6 separate regions of the Mus musculus genome follow, and all the other regions are linked to region 4. A link is a contact called in public HiChIP or PLAC-seq and promoter capture Hi-C data. All regions are on one chromosome and are shown on one strand. Each heading gives the region's core, a stretch centred on a gene start, on an enhancer-like site or on the middle of the called end of the contact. The rest is flanking DNA. Distances are from core to core; before and after follow the strand shown. Region 1 has its middle 51 kb from the start of 4930520P13Rik. Region 2 has its middle 73 kb from the start of 4930520P13Rik. Region 3 overlaps Gm3772 (predicted gene 3772). Region 4 holds the start of Ube2ql1 (ubiquitin-conjugating enzyme E2Q family-like 1). Region 5 has its middle 19 kb from the start of 4930520P13Rik. Region 6 has its middle 97 kb from the start of 1700084F23Rik.

Region 1 (2,700 bases), core at 109-2,608, 440 kb before region 4:
ACTGCTCACTGCTTACATAGTTTTATGGTAAGAGAGCAGAGATGCAGCAGGAAATATGAAAACATGCAATCTGATGAGAAAATGAATATGTTTAAAATTGATACAAGGTGTGTAATGAGACAGTGGCTGTAATTGTTAAAGGTTATCACAATTAAAAAGAAACCATGTGGTCTGTTCTAGAACAATAGGAAAGGTACCCAGAGGATAAGAGTCTTCCCAGGGGAGGTTCCAACTTGAGAAAATTTAATTCATTAAAAGGAAGAATACTGAATTGAGTATGCATTGGAGGTTTTTCTATTTGAAGTAAATGCTTAGGAAAGTATTTTTCCAGATTTTGCCACCAAGACATGCAGAGATCCCTGTGGCTGTGACAGAATAGGAGAAGATACAAGTTGAGCTGACAACAGAACTGGGCAGTGTTAACCCCAGGGCTGGTACTGGTTTTGCAGGTTTGAGAAATGAAAGTGTGAGGAATTATGGTGGTTTATACCAAGGTCCTCAAAAGCTACGAAGATCAAAATATGCATGTCATAGTTGGTCTCTTGGACAGGAAGTTCAGAGACACCATTGTATGAAGCTAGAAAGATGGTGCAGCAAAGGCCCCAAACCTTTGGTATGTCTGCCAAAGAATGCTGTAGACATGGGGTGAAACTGCCTCAAGAGAGGCTATTTTAGCTGCTAGTAAAAGACCAAAATCCAAAGTTGGAGGCCAGCAAAGGCTGCTGGGACTTGAATGACTTAATCAGTAGCTTCAAAGCTATAGAATTTGGTGGTTTTCTGCTGATCTTTGGTATGGTCATCCCTTCCACAGCTTCCACTCCCTTCCTTAGAAATCAGAAGATTTATTCTGTGCCATTGTATGTTAGGATTGTGTGACTTTTTTAATAAAGGCTCACAGCTGAGAGAGTCATGAGTCTCAGAAGATATTTTTGATATTGGATTTTTAGACAACACATGGACAAACACACATACACACACACACACACACACACACACACACACACACAGTGGGGAGAAAGAAAGGAAAAATATAGAGTTTGTTTTGTGTTGACCAACTATTCCTGGGCAGGAGGCTTGCCCTGGATTGTGGTTAAAGTACCCTGTGAAACTCCACTAGTAAAAGGAATGTTCCCTATGCCATTGTGTGTCAATTGTAGACAGCTCTTTGGTTAAAGATGGGATTTTGTGTCCACTCTTCCTTTCCTGAGTTAGACTTTTGTCTGGTTTGAACCCGTACAGGCTTTGTGTACATTGCCACAGTCTTCATGAGTTTGCAAGGGTATTGTTCCTTGGAAACATCTATAACCTCTGGCTTTTACAATCTTTCTGCCTCCTTTGCTATGTAGATTCTTAAGCCTTGAGCAAAAAGTTTGATGAGTGCCTTAGGACTGAGTACTCTAACATTTCTCACTCTTTACTCACTGTCCAGTCATAAATACCTTGAGTTAATTCCAATCTTCTGCAAGAGGAAGTTTTTCAGATGAGGGTTAAGCAAGGTAGTGATCTATGGGTATAGCAAAATGTCATCAGGAGTATTGCTATGTTCGCCTAACAGAACCATGGTATTAGGATTTCCCCTAGGCCCATGACCTATCTGGTCTCAGGTTATTGACCCCTTTAGCAATGTCAGGCACAGGATGGGCCTTAAGTCCAATCAAAAGGCATTTGCTTACTTTCATATCATATGGACCATTGTTGCACCAGAATATCTTACAGGCAAGAGAATGCAGTAGGTCACAGGGATTGTAGCTAGGGGACATTGATGATTCCTCCTTCAGTAGTATGCAGTGAACCTTCCAGTGCTATGAATGCTTCTCAGTAGAGTGAAGCTTATAGTTAGGTACCAGCCCCACTTTTCCATCCGTATTCAATGGTATAAATTATGCCATCAGCATCAGGGCCTTAGCATCAGGTTATAAGGAACAACCACTAGCTTTGACAACAGCCTGTGGTATTTGGGGGTTTGCATTGGACCCTTTGACCAATGACTTAACTAGATGTAATCCTTTCCTAGCACTAGAAGTTTTCTCTGATGGCATAGTGTCTAGTTGGGGTATTGCCTCCCCTACTATGTGGTGAGTCCATCTAGATTCCTTTCATATAGCATATATTTGAGGAGGCTTCTACAGTAGTAGATTTCCATATGTTTCTCCCATGGCCTTTACTGTTAGTTGTCCCTCCTCGTGTGTTCTCCTTTACTCTCCTCTCCCATCTGCCTTTCTGTTTAATTTTCCTAGTCTTAGTTTCCCCTTCATCTCCTCGTAATATAATATTGTATTTTCCCTTCCTTGAGAAACACTTTACTCTCTCCTGGTCCCTTACTAGGTATCTAACATCTCCAGTTATTCTAATTATAGCATAGATACTGAAAGCTTAAAAGTTACCATACAGATGTAAGAGAAAACATAATATCTGTCCTTTCCGGCCTGGGTTATTTCACGCAAGATGATTTTGTTAGCTCCATATACTTACCTATAAACTTTATCATTTCATTTTTTCTTAGCATATGAATAATATCCCACATGTAAATGCACCACATTTTTGTTATTTATTTATCAGTTGATGGGCATCTGGAATATTTCCAGTTTCTAGCTATTAGCAACAGAGCAGCAATGAATGTCGATGAGCTAATGTCTCTGCAGTAGGTTGAAGAGTCCTTTGGGTATATACCAAGAGGGGTACAGCTGCATCTTGAGGTAG
Region 2 (2,949 bases), core at 435-2,934, 420 kb before region 4:
CGAGTGCCCTGGGAACATCTTTGCTCCTCAGAGTGAGTTTTGCAGACCCACCACAGCAGAACCCAGCTGGCTGTTTAGCATCTGCAGCAATACAAAAGGCTTTGATGGTTTGCACATATGTGACAGGAATGCTGCTAGGGTTCATCTGAGATTGAGCCAAAGGTCCTTTCTGATGGAGGCCAGCCCCTAGGATGACACTTCCGTGAAGCCATTCTGTACAGCTGGCCCCTCCATCCTCCCTATCAGCCTTCCTCTTTCTGCATAGGCTTCTCCAAGTTCTCCCCAACACAGCAGAGGCACACTGGCTTCTTACTGCCCTCTCCGGAGACCTTTGAGTTTTGCCTCCCTAGTGTAGTATCTTTGGTCACAGAACTGACTGTGTGGAGCCCCATGAGAGGCCCCTCTACACCTGGGACAGTCAGGAGACACAAGTATCTGCCTTGGTGCTAGTCTCTTCTGCACGCCATGGCTGGATCTACTCATGAGCCTGTGTGCAAGTTCCATCGGAGAAGAGAGAAGTTCAAACCTACTGTGCATCTGTAGGTAGCAATGTAGGAAGTGTGGCGGAGCTCCATGCCATATCCTTAGGCTCTGCAACCTGTGTCCATAACCACTGGGCAATGCAGCTTCCTCTCAATGAACCCCACCATGGCTCCTACTACAAGCCTTCACAGACTTCAAAGACTTTTAGACACTTCCTAACTGATAGCTCAGGCACTACTCCAACCCTCTGCTTCCCACATACTCTCAGGCCCTGGGGTGTGGTCCTCCAGTCTGTCATCGCACACCAGGGATCTGCACACACTTGCAGCACTTCTGCCTCCCAACCCCCACCCAGAGACATCAAACATCTTAGGTGCAGAAGGAGTGTGTACTGTGTGCCCAAGCCATTTACACCAACACAGGCTTTAGTTCAGCTCCACAGGCAAAGCTGTCTTAGGGTCCTAATTGGGAATTTATGTGGAGGTTGGAAAGTTGACTCAGCAGTTAAGTGACTAATGCTCTTGCAAAGGACTCAAATTCAGTTCCCAACCCCCATATCAGCAACTGCCTGTTACAGGAGACCAGACATTTCCATGGGCACTTATATGAACATTTTCATACACACACACACACACACAGAGAGAGAGAGAGAGAGAGAGAGAGAGAGAGAGAGAGAGATTCACACATGAACATAGACACAGACATACACAGACACACAAACACACACAAAGGCACACACATACAGAGAGACAGACAAACACTCACAAACACTGACACACACACACACACCGACAAATACACAGACAGAAAGACATACACACAGGCACACACAGTCAGACTCATAGAGAAACACACACACAAACACACAAATATAAACAAACAAACAAGCCTTTAAAAGACGACAAGGATCCCTTCTGAGAAGAGGCTGCATCCAGGACCCCTCGCTCTGGCTAAGCAGGTTGTCTGTGTGAAATCTGCTCTTCCAGGGAACCAAACTCTCCCCTTTCTGCAACGGTACCTCTGCTCCCTCCTGTACTTAGCATCCGGGTCAGGGCATTCTGCATTCCAAGGACTGAACTAAAAGCTCACGCAGATTGAAAGAGAGTAAGTAAACTCGATTCCATGGTGGCAGTACAGAGGAAACTGCAGCATCAAGAATGGCAGCAGTCATGGGCGTGGGGGTGTGCAGAGCCCGTGACTACAGCCTGGAGCCTCCTTTTATGGGATTCAACAGAAGGAGTTTGCTTGCCAAGGGGAGCAGCTTGGGTGGTTCTGTTATGACAGAGTAAGTTAAGCTACTGCAGATGCTACTTCCCATAATGCACCTGATTGTAATCATATATATGCCCAACTATGCATAGGCTTAAGATGGTAAATAGGGTGTTTTTCCCCAAAAAATTACCTCAAAAGACATAATTTGCCTTATTGTTCATGCACTCAGAGCTAGTTTAGGCCAGATTGGCCTCCCTACTCTCCTAGAGAGCTGGGGTAGGACTTGTTAAAGTTTGGTAGCCATTAAGAGGAGAAATGTACTCCATGGTTTGGAGTGGGCTGTGAGTCTAAGGTTGCTTGCTAACAGGTTGCTAGGCGCATTGTAACAGAGCAGTGTGTGTAGCTCTGCACATGGAGGTCCTCGCTGTAAAGTACATCCTTGGACATAGCCCAAGCCAAATAACTTCCGGCTGCTAAGATGTTTCCTAGGGTTGCCTGCTTGTGTAGGAAAGAAAGACACCCACTTCCTTCCTGCTATGACATTCCCCAGAGCCTGATATGTAGAGTCATGGGCTACTTGAGTGAGGAACCTCAGGAGCAGGGCCAGTGCTCACCTTTGTGCTGAGACAATGCCACACTTTTTCTCATGGAGAAAAGTGTGTCTCTCAAAGCTCATCTATATTCAAGAATCTGACCTCATTTAAAAGGAAATGAGGTGTCTATCCTGGCCAGAGAGAGAGAGAGAGAGAGAGAGAGAGAGAGAGAGAGAGAGAGAGAGAGAGAGAGACTGATCCATAGTTCTTTTTGTGAGTTATAATGAAGACACACAAGCCAGAGGTGATGCTGATGTAAAGTTCTAGTAGGTGTCATGTGTGCCTACTGTATCATGCCCCTCAAAAGATGCTCTATCACCCACTCAACACATGGCAAACCCTGTGCTAAGGCAAAACTGCACACACTGCCCCCCAGCTTGAAACATCAACAGCTGCCAAACATTCCCTAGCCAAGGCCTCTCTAGGACACCCATCAGCTTCCAAGGTACCCTTTGTCTTCATTATATTCTTAGATGCCCAAATGATTTAATGGAAGAAAATGCAATTATTTTTTTGGTGTGTCAAGGGCCCTTAGCCTTGCTTGTCTATTTACATCGTTTTAGACGAAATGACCTACTTTTCAGTGCTAATGGTTTGTGTCATGGAAAGGACAAATTTGAGTACCCTCATTCACAAATAATGTGGTTTTGTTCCAGTTGAG
Region 3 (2,704 bases), core at 201-2,700, 300 kb before region 4:
GCTTCTTCCAACTCAGCTCTGCGCTGTCCTCAGCCACTGAGACTTGAAAGTAGAAGCTAAATCAGGTGTGTGTTATATGACATTATTCCTAGAAAGACATGATGAAATATTTATTTATCCCATACTAATAACAGACTAAAGTAACAATATCATTGAAGTCCAACTTGGGGAACCAATGAATTTTATTGAGGTTATCATAGTAATATGGATAAAGGGTTATTTATAGGAGCAGAAATGACTCAAAAAGAGCTGATTCACCAAAGCCTACCAACCCCAGCATGGGTGATGGCTACAAATTTGTAGAAATCTGGAGTCCACTGAACAATTTGCTGGCAGCTCAACAGGCTAGAAAGTAAGTAACACAAAGATATGTTTACTTATTAAGATAAGTCAGCTGGTGTCTGCCTCATCCTGCTATTGCTACTGAATGGAGAGAGTCTCTCAGCATATCTTATCGGTTATATAAGCTTAAGGAGGGAGGAACCTAGTGAATCTAGTCAGTTTCAGGGATTTCCTGAAGTTTTTGTCCTGTGTGCTTCCTGAGTTTTAATGACCTTTTCTTCAAGGTAGAAGGTTGTAGTCTCTGAGGAAACTGCTATACAACAATGAGTTTGAAGCACATATATCCCTTTCAGCTTTATACTGGACTCCTCTGGGCAAATTCCCCTGACCATCTTGGTAGTAGCCTACTAAGAAACATTGTTAAAGTTACATTCACTCAGTACCCATCAAGATCTGGACACCATGCTGGGCTTCACAGGCTCAGGAGGAAAAAAGACTGAATCACTGTCTTTTTTGAAATGGAAAAACAACCTAATACTCATTGTTTCCTGAGTTAGATGCTTGCAAGCCAAAGATGTCTTATATTGCACTGTTTCCAAAAATAATACAGTCCCTCCTTCAGTAACTCTCAACTGTACAATTCAATAGAGGAATTCAGTTGGGAGGAGTTTGTCCAAAGCCATTCTTTCTAGATGTAATGACTGCACTTTGTGAAGACTCTGTCTACCTGAATCCCGCTGGACACACAGCGAGCAAGGAACATTTGGCCAGGTGATACCAAAGTCTCTGGCCAATGTTGTCTGCATGTGGGCAGTTTCTCCTTAGTCCTATACTGTTTCATTCTTTAAAAGTAGACACCCTTCACATTCTAGTCAGTCCTTCCTCTCTAACCCAGCAGTGAGAATTCTCTGTGTATTTCCATTTACATGCCTTATTTTCAGCAAGATTAACAGCTGCCCAGGGATAGCAGCTTAAGATCCAACACACAGCAGGAATTAAATAAGTGCTGCCTCAAATGAAATGTATTGAAGTTAAAGATGGTAACATTGTGTTTTCCAACTAGGTTCACACTCACTAAGCCACAGTGTGAACAGCAAGTCCAGGGACAAAGAAGAGTAAGCAGGTCACAAGTAATGCTTGGTGGTGACATCACATAGCAATTTCCTGCTCCTGTTAATGTTCTAGGCGACTCATTCACTTTTGTCTTCCTGCATGCTTGACTGGAGGGAACATAGCCTGGGAGACCTGATAGAGACTCTTAGTCATCCCCTGAGATTAGACAAGTCCCCTCCAGAGTCACACATTGGAAATTAACATTCCTGCTGGAGTAACTTTCACTGTGGGGAGCATTTGCAAGAGAGAAGTCAGTCTAATAGCTGGGTGGTGTGCATAGTAACTACTAGAAACAAATGGAACAGGGTGGGTAGGAGGCAAGGGGACACAACCACAGACTACAAATCCTGTGTCAGACACGGGATCAGAAAACCTTAGCTGGGAATGACAAAGTCGGGAAGACCTGAAGACAGAAATGTTTGTACACAGAGAACTGTTGCTACTCTGTGGGTGAAGAGATGAATTAAAAGTGGCATGGGGGCCTGAGAAGTCAAAACTCAGAATGCCCAGGAGAAACAGAGGAATCCAGCTCCAACGGGCAATGGATGGCATTTCCTCTTACAGCTAGAAGTGGAAGTGGGAAACTTCCTTACCTGCCTTACAACCACTTCCGAGATTCTCATCTTGCTCTCAGTGCACAAATCTTCACCTTCCTAGTTCTAATCCGTGCCTTTCCCTTTTCTATCCTGAATTCTAAGTGAGCAAGCACTTAATGACATCCAACACACCTGAAAGATTAGAGTGGCACTTACCTCAGCAGACGTGGGCCAGGGAAAAGGATGGTAAAAAATGAGTCTGGGGTGCCACTGAGCTATGTGCCAAACACCTGTTGCAAAGTCTTGGAAGCATCAGAGTGTGCCCTCACTGACTAGAAGTTGTGTGAATCTGCTCATGGGGACAAGAAACAGGAGGAACTTCACATGGGAAGTTCCCTCCACTGCATGCAGGTGCAGGGGAATGTTAAGAATTTTGCCATTTCAATATAGGACCCTTGGGACATATAGACTCTAGAAGACTAAAGGATGGGGCCCTTCCTTTAGTTTGAGGTCCAGGAAGCCTGGCTTCCACCATGTCTGAAACTAATACAATTGTACTTAAATAATAAAATCATGAGGATAAATATACATATGAAAGATGAAAGTAAAATAATAGGATTGGGTTTTTAAATGTGAGTATAAAAGACTAAATTCTCACTCCCTCCCCTACCTCTGTGTGTGTGTGTGTGTGTGTGTGTGTGTGTGTGTGTGTGTGTGTGTGTGTGTGTATGTGTGTAAACAAATATACATTATATAAGTTGCAGAAATGCTGT
Region 4 (2,974 bases), core at 90-2,589:
GACAGGCTCTCTGGAGAACCACCCTCTCCCAGGTGCAATGTTGGGTGGGTGTGAACCTTCTACTCCTCATCTACACCAGCTAGCCTGGCTCCCCCATTACACATCTATCCCCAAATCTGAATCTCCAAACCCAGGTCTGTGTCTTCACAGCGACATCACCAGTTATTTTCCACAGTGAAAACTCAAAATTTGGTAAAAGATGTGAGGGGCAGAAAGGCAAGGGGCTGTCATCTAGAAGGAACGCCTGTCCTGAAGAGCTGAGCTGCTTCCCCTCCCCTCTCTTCCCCCCATCCACACACCAGCAGAGGCAGTAGGCTCTGACGCCAGTTAGGATGGCAGCGGGATAATATTCGTTGTTCTTGAGGGATTGGTTTCGCCTACGCCATTGGGCCACACGCTGCACACCGGAACCGTCACAGTTCGAGCTAATCTGAAATAGATTTTAGTTGGAATTTTCACCAGATTTTTAAGTGAGTTTCCACAGGCTGAAGGAAGAAGGAAAGGCAGGGTGGACTGTGAATCTGCAGGCGGAAGGCGGATCTCTCCCTCATTTGAGTATTGTGGAGGTCCCTCACTCAGGAGAGCAGCCCTGGGGGGCGGGGAGGGGGTGGCCAACGGGGGTTGCTGCTCGGAAAGTCCTTTCCCGCTCTTAGCACCGGTCAGCGCCAGAGAAGGCGTCTGGTGTTATTCTCCGCTGCATTTTGGAAAGCAGCCACCACGCACAGCCTGGCCATGGAAAGCCGAAACGCTGCGGCCAGCAGGCAGGGGATGGGGTGGAAGGAGCAAACCAGTGAGGGCTGAGTGGATTGGCTAAAGGTTTGCTTTTAGTCGTGACTTTGAACGGGCTGTTCTTTAAGTTTGCAGTAGATCTACCCTTTCATCCCGCTTTCCGCCCTGACTTTAAAGTCCTTACGTGTTCCTTCTGTCATTCTAGGCTCCCACCGCCCAGAAGTGTTGCGTAGAAACATTGGGCTCATACCTCTGGTTAGAAGGATTAATAAAGAGGTTGATTTCCACCTTTTCCCTCTGGTTGTCCTAAGGAGGTTAAATGGGATATAAGGCCCGGACCTCAAACACAGCATTCAGGTTTTAGGGTCCCAAAGAATGCAGTGATTCTGAGAGACCCTATTAGCACGCTCAGGCCAGCCCTCCCCTGGCTCCCCAGCGCACGCAGCTAGCACGCAGCCAGGAGAAAATGGTGCGGGCGCGTACCGCTGTCTCCCCCCAGCGGCCGTGCGTGTGTCGCCGCAGGAACCTGGCGGCGGGGGTGGCTCGGTGCAGTCAAGCCCGCGGCTCCGCCCCGCGCTCCCCCTCCCGGCCGGCAGTGCCGCCCCCTCCGCGCCGGGCTCGGCTCAGACGGAGCAGCCGCCTCTGCAATGTCAGCAGCCGCAGCGGCGGCGGCAACGAGAGCGGCAGTGGCCCGGGCCCCGCGGTAGCCGCCAGCGCAGCACGGCCCGGCAGGCGCACAGCGCGACTCCACGGCCACCTCGCTGTCTCCGGGGCACCGCGGGCGGTTGTGCGCGCCGCGGTGCAGCTCTTAGACTCGGGACCAGCGGGTCTGCGGCCGCGCACAAAGGACCACGGACACCCGGCGTCCGGGGACTGCGCCCAGGGACCGGCCAGGAACAGCAGCTGAGCCGCGTCTCCACGCCTCCCCTCCCTGGGCTACCGGAGCCCTTGCCCGAGAAGACCCGTCATATGACAGCGGCGACAAGGCGGCCAGCGAGCGCTGGTACTGCCCGCTCCGCTGCGCCACGGCCGCCGGCTCCTAAGGTGGCCCTCGCCGCGCCCCACTAAGCGGTCGTCTGCCTCCCCCCCACAAGCCCCGTGCGTCCCAGCTATCCGGCTCGGGGAACAGGAGCCCCGGCAAGCCCCTCGCCAGAGCCGAGCCTAAGATGGCCACGCTGCTCCGTAAAATCGGGCTCATTCGCCTGCACAACCGGGACACCGAGGACCCCAAGCACCACCACAACCACCGTGGCGGAGGCGGCGGCCAGCAGAGCGCATCGCTGCGCGGCAAAGGTGGTGGTAAGAGCAGCGGCCACAAGCAGCAGCAGCAACAGCAGCACCCCGGGGGCTCAGGCGACGCCAGCCCGGGGCCCGGCAAGGGCAAGAGTAAGCGCGCGGCGGAACTGGCCGCGCGCGACAAGCAGCCGCAGCCAGCCGCGGGGGCGGCGGGGGCGGCGGGCGCCGGGGGCCCCCGGGAGCGGGCGGCGGGCGCCAGGGCGGGGCCGGGCCCCGCGGTGGCCGCGGCGGCGGCGGGCGGCAGCCTAGTGCCCGCGGCGCGCCAGCAGCACTGCACACAGGTGCGCAGCCGGCGGCTCATGAAGGAGCTCCAGGACATCGCGCGCCTCAGCGACCGCTTCATCTCGGTGGAGCTGGTAAACGAGAACCTCTTCGACTGGAACGTGAAGCTGCACCAGGTGGACAAGGACTCGGTGCTGTGGCAGGACATGAAGGAGACCAACACAGAGTTCATCCTGCTCAACCTCACCTTCCCCGATAACTTCCCCTTCTCGCCGCCCTTCATGCGGGTGCTCAGCCCGCGACTGGAGAACGGCTACGTGCTGGACGGAGGCGCCATCTGCATGGAGCTGCTCACGCCGCGCGGCTGGTCCAGCGCCTACACGGTGGAGGCCGTCATGCGCCAGTTTGCTGCCAGCCTGGTCAAGGGCCAGGTAAGACGGCCAGGAGCAGAGGCCCGGGTTGGGTGGGGAGTTCGAGGCTAGGCCTGAGATGGAAAGCGATGTTTGACCCCTCTAGGCGTAGGTGAGAACTGGCCCAGATCCTCCCGAACAAGCCTGCCAGGGACGCTTCGCCCCACCTCCTCCGCTTCTTTTCGTAAAGGATTTCTCCCTGCCTGTTTCTGTACCTGGTCTCTATACCTGACACTGATTCTACTAGAACCGCGGTGCTCTCCGGTTGTCAGTTCTCTTGCTTTCTCCCAGGTCCTCTCTCCCTTTCTTCTACTTTG
Region 5 (2,700 bases), core at 193-2,692, 470 kb before region 4:
GCCATTGGGCTGTCCCAGGGATCAACAAACTGCATTCTTACACAAAGCATTACCAGCACATACTGGCAGGCTTCGGTGAAATGAGCTACGAGTGAGCCCCATTCCATCCATCAAGCCCATAAACTATAGCAAAGTAGGGCGGAGTGGAGCCTTGGATCAAGCAAACCAACACTGTTTTTATTGTAGTCATGTGTGCTGCCAGACAATCCCCTGGCCTGAGAACTTACACATCAGCAGCTCACGTTATCTGCCCCTAGCACACGCCCTTCCTCCATGTCTCTCTCGTGAAGCACCTGCTGAGCAGTGTGTGACTTACACATGGACAGCCTTGCATACACTCAGGTAGACTCCATGAACCACACTGGATTGTGATGAGTTGACTGTTCTCATTTTCAGGGTAGCATGGCTCCATTCAAGCTTAGGAATCGTGTTCAGGTATCATCCAGGCTGTAAAAGCCTCATGCATTGGGTCTCAGGCCCCTCGTCTGCAAATGATTTACCTTTGATGTGAACAGGCTGTTTCCACCCAGCACAGTCCCTTTGAAGGTGAGTGCTGCCTGGTAGAAATCAACGTCCCTTCTTTGTTCGGACAGAAGGCATGTGAACTAGAAATTACAGGGGGAAGATAATTTGAGACTAACCATGCTGAGGTTGCTTGCCTGTTTCCTTTCCACACTGGTAGGCAGGAAATAAGCTGGACCATCAGTCTGGGTAGCTCAGAGATGGGGGATCACAGGCACTTCTTACAAAGTAGTTTGGAAATTCAACAAAGCAGTTCTTTTCTTGTTTGCTCTGAAGACCAGGGAGTCCGAAAAGCCCAGGTTGGCTCTGAGCTCCTGATCCCTCCTGCCTTGCCCACATGCTGGAATCACAGCATGAGTCACCATGCCTGTGCTGAATAAGCAATACCCTTTTTCTCTTAAGATCCTGGTTATTGAACTCTGGGCCTCATGCATGCTTGTCAGGCACTCTACCTGACCTATTATCGCTATCCCTTCAAAACAAGTCCAGAAGTGTTGCAGGTCAAAGTCTATCTAATTAAGTTTCACATGAGTGAATACATTGTCCAGTACATCAAGTAATATCCTAGCCAGGAAGACCAACCAACTTTAGAAAAGACTGTTGAGAATTAATTAGTCCAGTCTATGCCTTTAGAGTGTGAGGAGAGGAGATGGTCAGTGTTTGCACTGACTGTACATATGTGTAGTGGTGGCAGTGGGGGTATACAGGTGAGAAGGGAGTTAGATGTGAGTTTAGTGTGAGATAGTCAGCAGTGTGTGTAACAGAAAGAAGAGGGGTGAGAGGAGAGATATCCATCTTCCAGTGGCTGTGCCAGCATCTGTGATGGCAAGCAAGCCTCAACCACTGTCTCAACAAAGTCAGGTGGGTAGTCTGCTCATTGCTCTTCTTCTACAGAGCAGCACACAGCTAGCTTGAGGTGTGCTTGGACAGATCAGGGAAGAAAAAAATTAGACTCAGTGACTCAGAAATGACTCACATGGTCTGCCCTGTAAAATATTCCAAGCAACGTTCTCATGGCTCCATATTGCATCATCTAAACACTCTTGAATTGAATTGTCCCAACAAAGCTCCCAGAAATTATACAAGTGAAGAGAGATGACAACACCAAGATTTGGTTTATTTTTTTGTGTGTGTGTACCCAGAATAAATATACGGTGAATTCGTAAATAAATAACCATTTGGTGACCCATTGAGTGAGTGCATGACTCTGTGAATCATTAAAAGACTATTAACACATAGCTAAGCTGCCCCCAATAGCTCTCTTTCTATTTCTTTTTACATTAGAAAAATTGATCAATTTTATTCAACCAATGACCTTCATTTTTACTAGCCTAATACTGATCTAGTCATTCTTTCCATTCTGAACCTGCCTTGCATGTCTCAACCTAATTTCTACAAGCCAATAGAAACCAAGAGAGGAAATGTGATGTCCCAGTATTTAGGAGTAAGTGACTGGTGCATGGGGGTGGGTGTGCCCCCACGGTATGTGCAGACACAAAAGTCAGGTGCTCCAAGGAGATCCAACCAATGGAGCACCAGCATAGGGGCACACAATCTGCAAACATAAACCAAACAAGTAGACAAAAATAGATTGCAGGTACAGTGGAAAGTGGGATGAAAAATGAGACAGAATCATGGGGGACATGGCTTAGTGGTGCGTGTGGGAGAGGTGGGGCTTAGTGGTATAGGAAGCGGCGTGGCTTAGTGGCATGGGAGTTGGGGAGGTGTAGCTTAGCAGTAAGTCACTTGCCACACCACTGTAAGGTGAGGACTGTTGGAATTCAAGTTCTCAAAGGCCACATAAATTCTGATTGCATGTGGCAGTACAACTGTAATCCTAACACAATGGGAGAGAAATTTGGGGATCCTTAGAGAGCAAGCTGCCTAGGCAGACTTGCTGAATTGGTGAGCTCTGGGTTCAAGAGAGAAATCACAAGTCAGTGTGGAAGGTGGAGAGTGGTTGAGGACTACTAAAATCAACCTCAGTCCTCCATACCCACCCGAGTACACACTCATGCACACCCACACATGTATGAAAATACACACTTACACAAAAGAATGGTAGAGAGGTGTGTACAAGATAACCCAAGGAGTATTGATTGAAAGTAAGAGAAGGTAAGAAGGTAGGAAGGAAATACACGTCCACTCTAGACAAATAAACACTGTTGTCAGTATTCC
Region 6 (2,868 bases), core at 265-2,764, 390 kb before region 4:
TGTCCTCTGTCTTAGTAGACAAGGTGGCTGTTCGATAGGTGTGAGCTCCTGTGCTTGCTTACTTGGCTGAGGTTGGCCAATCAGAAACGACTCTGAACCAGGCATGGGTTGGAGAAGCCACAGCAAGACTGAGGCTCTGAGGAGGTTATTCCAAACAATCTTGGAATCAACTTTTTATACCCCTATCAGTAACTGAAGACAGTGGTGATCTCCAGGGTCAACACAATGGTAGTTTCCAGGATTCAATGATGTGTGCAAGCTATACAAGGAGATTACTGTCTAAGACCAACTGTCCTGTCAAGTTTCTATATGCTTCGCTGACTTCTAGGGAACACAGAGAAACACAAGGCAGCCTGAATACTTCACTGCCTGAGGGAGTGCTTTTGCTTAGCAGGAACTGAAATTATACACAGTACCCCAGCAGCCATGAACCCTAACCTGAAAAAAAATCAACGATACATGCCTCTCAAGGCAGCTAGACCAGGCCAACTCCGTGATTTCTCAGAGTAGGAGGCTATTTGGAATAGAGGTGCCATGCTAGGGAAGACAGCAGGGAAGGCCATAGTTTTAACTCTGCTCTTGCCAAGGCAGCTGGGGAATGTTTTCAAGAACATTTCTATTTCCACACAATGGCTTTAGAATTAACTGAGGTAGAATCAACAAGGCATAGGGCCTTGCTTTGGAATAATTTATTATTATCTGCATTTGTTGCTGTTTTAGCACATTTTCTAACTTTACATTTCAGCTACCAGAAGAATTCAGTAATTTAGTTTGCTTCTGGTGACTCCCACGTGCACTGACACACATACAAATGATGCGATGATGATGGTGGTGGTGGTGATGATGCTGATGATGCAGACACTGGGGTTCTAAGAGTGCATGTGATTCTCTGTAGCTCCGTGAATCTGCAGTGCCCCTTAGCATGTCATTCTTGTGATTGGCACTTGGCATTTTCAGTGAGTAACCATGGAACTAGGATGCCATAAGGTGGCAAATAGCATGATGAAACATGTCCTCTGACTGGAAAGTTGGTTTGCTCATCTGTCATACAAGCCAGGCTGCACCTCCAATACTCCACCAACTCCTTCACTCCTCCTGTGATGTCAGAATAGCCTTTGAAGGTCAGCTGAGGAGAGCCCATAACTGCCAATGAAGCAGAAAAATGGGTGTGTGAGAGAGCCCAAAACAAAACATCCCACAGAAAGACCACAGTGACTCTGTGGCCTCCTGTGGGAAGAAGCGTCATTGTTAACCAACTCTTGCCCCAGACTCGTCCCTCTAATTTGTACTGCCTGGGTTTCTGATGATCCATCCACACTTTAATCAGCCCAGAAAAGCACCAGCTGTGCCCCCCAACCCCAGGCCCTGGGAGTCCTGTAGAGGATGCCTCTCCTCTATTGCATTTGCTTCTCGACTGCCCCAATGCCAGCTGCTCAAGTCTGCTGCTGAACTCTTAGCTGTTTAATGTTTTTCCTGGGACTTCACTCGAGGCATCTGAGTCACAGTTACTTAGTCCTCAAATCACCAGCAGCGTCTCCTGACAACTAATTCTCCATTAGGAAGCAGGAAGCTCCCTGCAGTGTTCCTCTCTATGGAGTCAAGCCTGGCTCTGAATCTACGCTGCTTTGACCTTGGAAATCCTTAAGTACCACTTATCTATCCTCAAAGGAAAAACAGATGGACGTTTATAGCTGGACAAAGGATCCTTTCTCCCGTGAATGGCAAGAATCTGCCCCTCCTCCAATGGGGTTCTATGTCAAACCTAAGGTTAACTTGCCCTTGCAAACTAACTGTTTGGATCTGGTTGTGTCTTAAGCAGCACCAAGAAGCCCAGGTAACCGCATAGGGGCTTGTGGGTGGCACAGGATTCTGTCTGCCTTTCACTGATACCTGTTTACATAGTAAATCCCAAACTCTGCCATACAGCTATGTCTAATACTGTACAGACTGGGTAGAGAGAGTAAAGACAATATTTGATTCACTGGTCTGCCAAAACCCATCAACATTAAATGATGTTTGAGGATTGTTCTGACCAAGAAATAGAAATAGATTGGATCTAAAGCAAAGAGGTATGAAGATTTCAGGATAACAATTAAATAGGCAGTAACACAAACTAACTGCTCAAGTTCAGACTAACAAACAAGAGGGTTTGAGGTCACCTTCCTGTAGCTATACAGAGTTACTGTGCGTACACCCAGGTGTGTGTCCCATATGTAAATTAACTATAGTCTGCAACCTCTCCCTATAGAGGCCAGTGGATAAATTATACTTTGAGATGCCTTTTAAACTGTAAATTATTAGTTGGTTTGTTATTTAAGTGATAGGACTGTTGCTGGATCCTGTGAATGCACATGAAGGAATCTGGAAACATTCTACGTTTTCAGCAATTGTTAGCAACTTCTCTGTTAAGTTCCTAGACTAAGCTTAACAACCACAAATTAAAAATTAGCCAATAATGCCCCAAATATCAGCACATTACAGAGAAGTTAAGCTTTCATAGATGTGGTTTCTTTTTCTTAAAACAGAAATCTCTCTCTCCCTCCTCCTCTCTGTTCCCTATCACCACCACTCTGTGTGTGTGTGTGTTTCAGCAGAAGTGAAGAAGATTCTAAATTGTCCTGTGGCATCACAGAATCTCAATCTAAATGCAGCAGAAGCAAGGGAGAGAGAGCAGCTACCTGCCTTACACACACACACACACACACACACACACACACACACACACGGACACACACACGGACACACACACGGACACACACACACATGGACACATGCACTCCGCCGACCTGTGCTGAGAGTTTCCCTCCTCCTGTATGTCATTTCTAACTTTCTACTTCCTGTCACATGTTCTTTTAGTAACAGCTAATC

What was found. Promoter capture Hi-C pulls out the DNA fragments that hold promoters and counts their contacts. HiChIP or PLAC-seq counts read pairs in DNA pulled down with a chosen protein or histone mark.
Region 1: a promoter capture Hi-C map of trophoblast stem cells shows a contact between it and region 4, with 7 times the contacts expected there. The contact joins the enhancer-like site here to the promoter of Ube2ql1 in region 4. A contact is called at or near these places in 11 of 39 promoter capture datasets (cranial neural crest, embryonic stem cells, frontonasal cranial neural crest and 6 more), 3 of 484 Hi-C or Micro-C datasets (cerebellum, cerebral cortex and embryonic stem cells), 6 of 115 datasets of contacts at active chromatin or transcription factors (embryonic basal ganglia, embryonic forebrain, embryonic hindbrain and 3 more) and 1 of 9 other capture datasets (embryonic stem cells).
Region 2: a contact with region 4 is called in a promoter capture Hi-C map of hippocampal neurons, with 5 times the contacts expected there. The contact joins the enhancer-like site here to the promoter of Ube2ql1 in region 4. A contact is called at or near these places in 7 of 39 promoter capture datasets (the C10 cell line, cranial neural crest, embryonic stem cells and 3 more), 24 of 484 Hi-C or Micro-C datasets (the AML12 cell line, the C2C12 cell line, the G1E-ER4 cell line and 13 more), 8 of 115 datasets of contacts at active chromatin or transcription factors (cardiomyocytes, embryonic basal ganglia, embryonic forebrain and 5 more) and 3 of 9 other capture datasets (adipose tissue, embryonic tail and liver).
Region 3: a promoter capture Hi-C map of neural stem cells shows a contact between it and region 4. The contact joins the enhancer-like site here to the promoter of Ube2ql1 in region 4. A contact is called at or near these places in 5 of 39 promoter capture datasets (the C10 cell line, hippocampal neurons, liver and 2 more) and 1 of 9 other capture datasets (embryonic stem cells).
Region 5: a contact with region 4 is called in an H3K27ac HiChIP or PLAC-seq map of embryonic fibroblasts, with 7 times the contacts expected there. The contact joins the enhancer-like site here to the promoter of Ube2ql1 in region 4. A contact is called at or near these places in 12 of 39 promoter capture datasets (cranial neural crest, embryonic stem cells, frontonasal cranial neural crest and 6 more), 1 of 484 Hi-C or Micro-C datasets (cortical neurons), 9 of 115 datasets of contacts at active chromatin or transcription factors (VIP interneurons, embryonic basal ganglia, embryonic fibroblasts and 6 more) and 1 of 9 other capture datasets (embryonic stem cells).
Region 6: a contact with region 4 is called in an H3K27ac HiChIP or PLAC-seq map of embryonic stem cells, with 6 read pairs. The contact joins the enhancer-like site here to the promoter of Ube2ql1 in region 4. A contact is called at or near these places in 9 of 39 promoter capture datasets (cranial neural crest, embryonic stem cells, liver and 2 more) and 5 of 115 datasets of contacts at active chromatin or transcription factors (embryonic forebrain, embryonic hindbrain, embryonic midbrain and 1 more).

Annotation. Positions count from the first base shown.
Region 1 is chr13:70,180,744-70,183,443 of GRCm38.p6, reverse strand. No RefSeq gene overlaps it. Among named protein-coding and RNA genes, the nearest start is that of 4930520P13Rik, 51 kb to the left of the region's middle. Within about 2 kb of position 1,358, at least 1 of the 459 cell types and tissues checked has an H3K27ac peak or open chromatin away from gene starts, as enhancers often do. A contact at or near this core is called in trophoblast stem cells, where this site is marked.
Region 2 is chr13:70,158,521-70,161,469 of GRCm38.p6, reverse strand. No RefSeq gene overlaps it. Among named protein-coding and RNA genes, the nearest start is that of 4930520P13Rik, 73 kb to the left of the region's middle. Within about 2 kb of position 1,684, at least 21 of the 459 cell types and tissues checked have an H3K27ac peak or open chromatin away from gene starts, as enhancers often do. A contact at or near this core is called in cortical neurons and hippocampal neurons, where this site is marked.
Region 3 is chr13:70,043,372-70,046,075 of GRCm38.p6, reverse strand. All of the region lies in intron 2 of Gm3772 (predicted gene 3772), which reads right to left. Among named protein-coding and RNA genes, the nearest start is that of 1700084F23Rik, 16 kb to the right of the region's middle. Within about 2 kb of position 1,450, at least 5 of the 459 cell types and tissues checked have an H3K27ac peak or open chromatin away from gene starts, as enhancers often do. A contact at or near this core is called in neural stem cells, where this site is marked.
Region 4 is chr13:69,738,262-69,741,235 of GRCm38.p6, reverse strand. Ube2ql1 (ubiquitin-conjugating enzyme E2Q family-like 1) reads left to right here and starts at 1,339. Exons shown (of 2, transcript NM_001145162.1): 1 at 1,339-2,678. The coding sequence starts at 1,896.
Region 5 is chr13:70,212,018-70,214,717 of GRCm38.p6, reverse strand. No RefSeq gene overlaps it. Among named protein-coding and RNA genes, the nearest start is that of 4930520P13Rik, 19 kb to the left of the region's middle. Within about 2 kb of position 1,442, at least 16 of the 459 cell types and tissues checked have an H3K27ac peak or open chromatin away from gene starts, as enhancers often do. A contact at or near this core is called in embryonic fibroblasts and second pharyngeal arch cranial neural crest, where this site is marked.
Region 6 is chr13:70,123,842-70,126,709 of GRCm38.p6, reverse strand. No RefSeq gene overlaps it. Among named protein-coding and RNA genes, the nearest start is that of 1700084F23Rik, 97 kb to the right of the region's middle. Within about 2 kb of position 1,514, at least 8 of the 459 cell types and tissues checked have an H3K27ac peak or open chromatin away from gene starts, as enhancers often do. A contact at or near this core is called in embryonic stem cells, where this site is marked.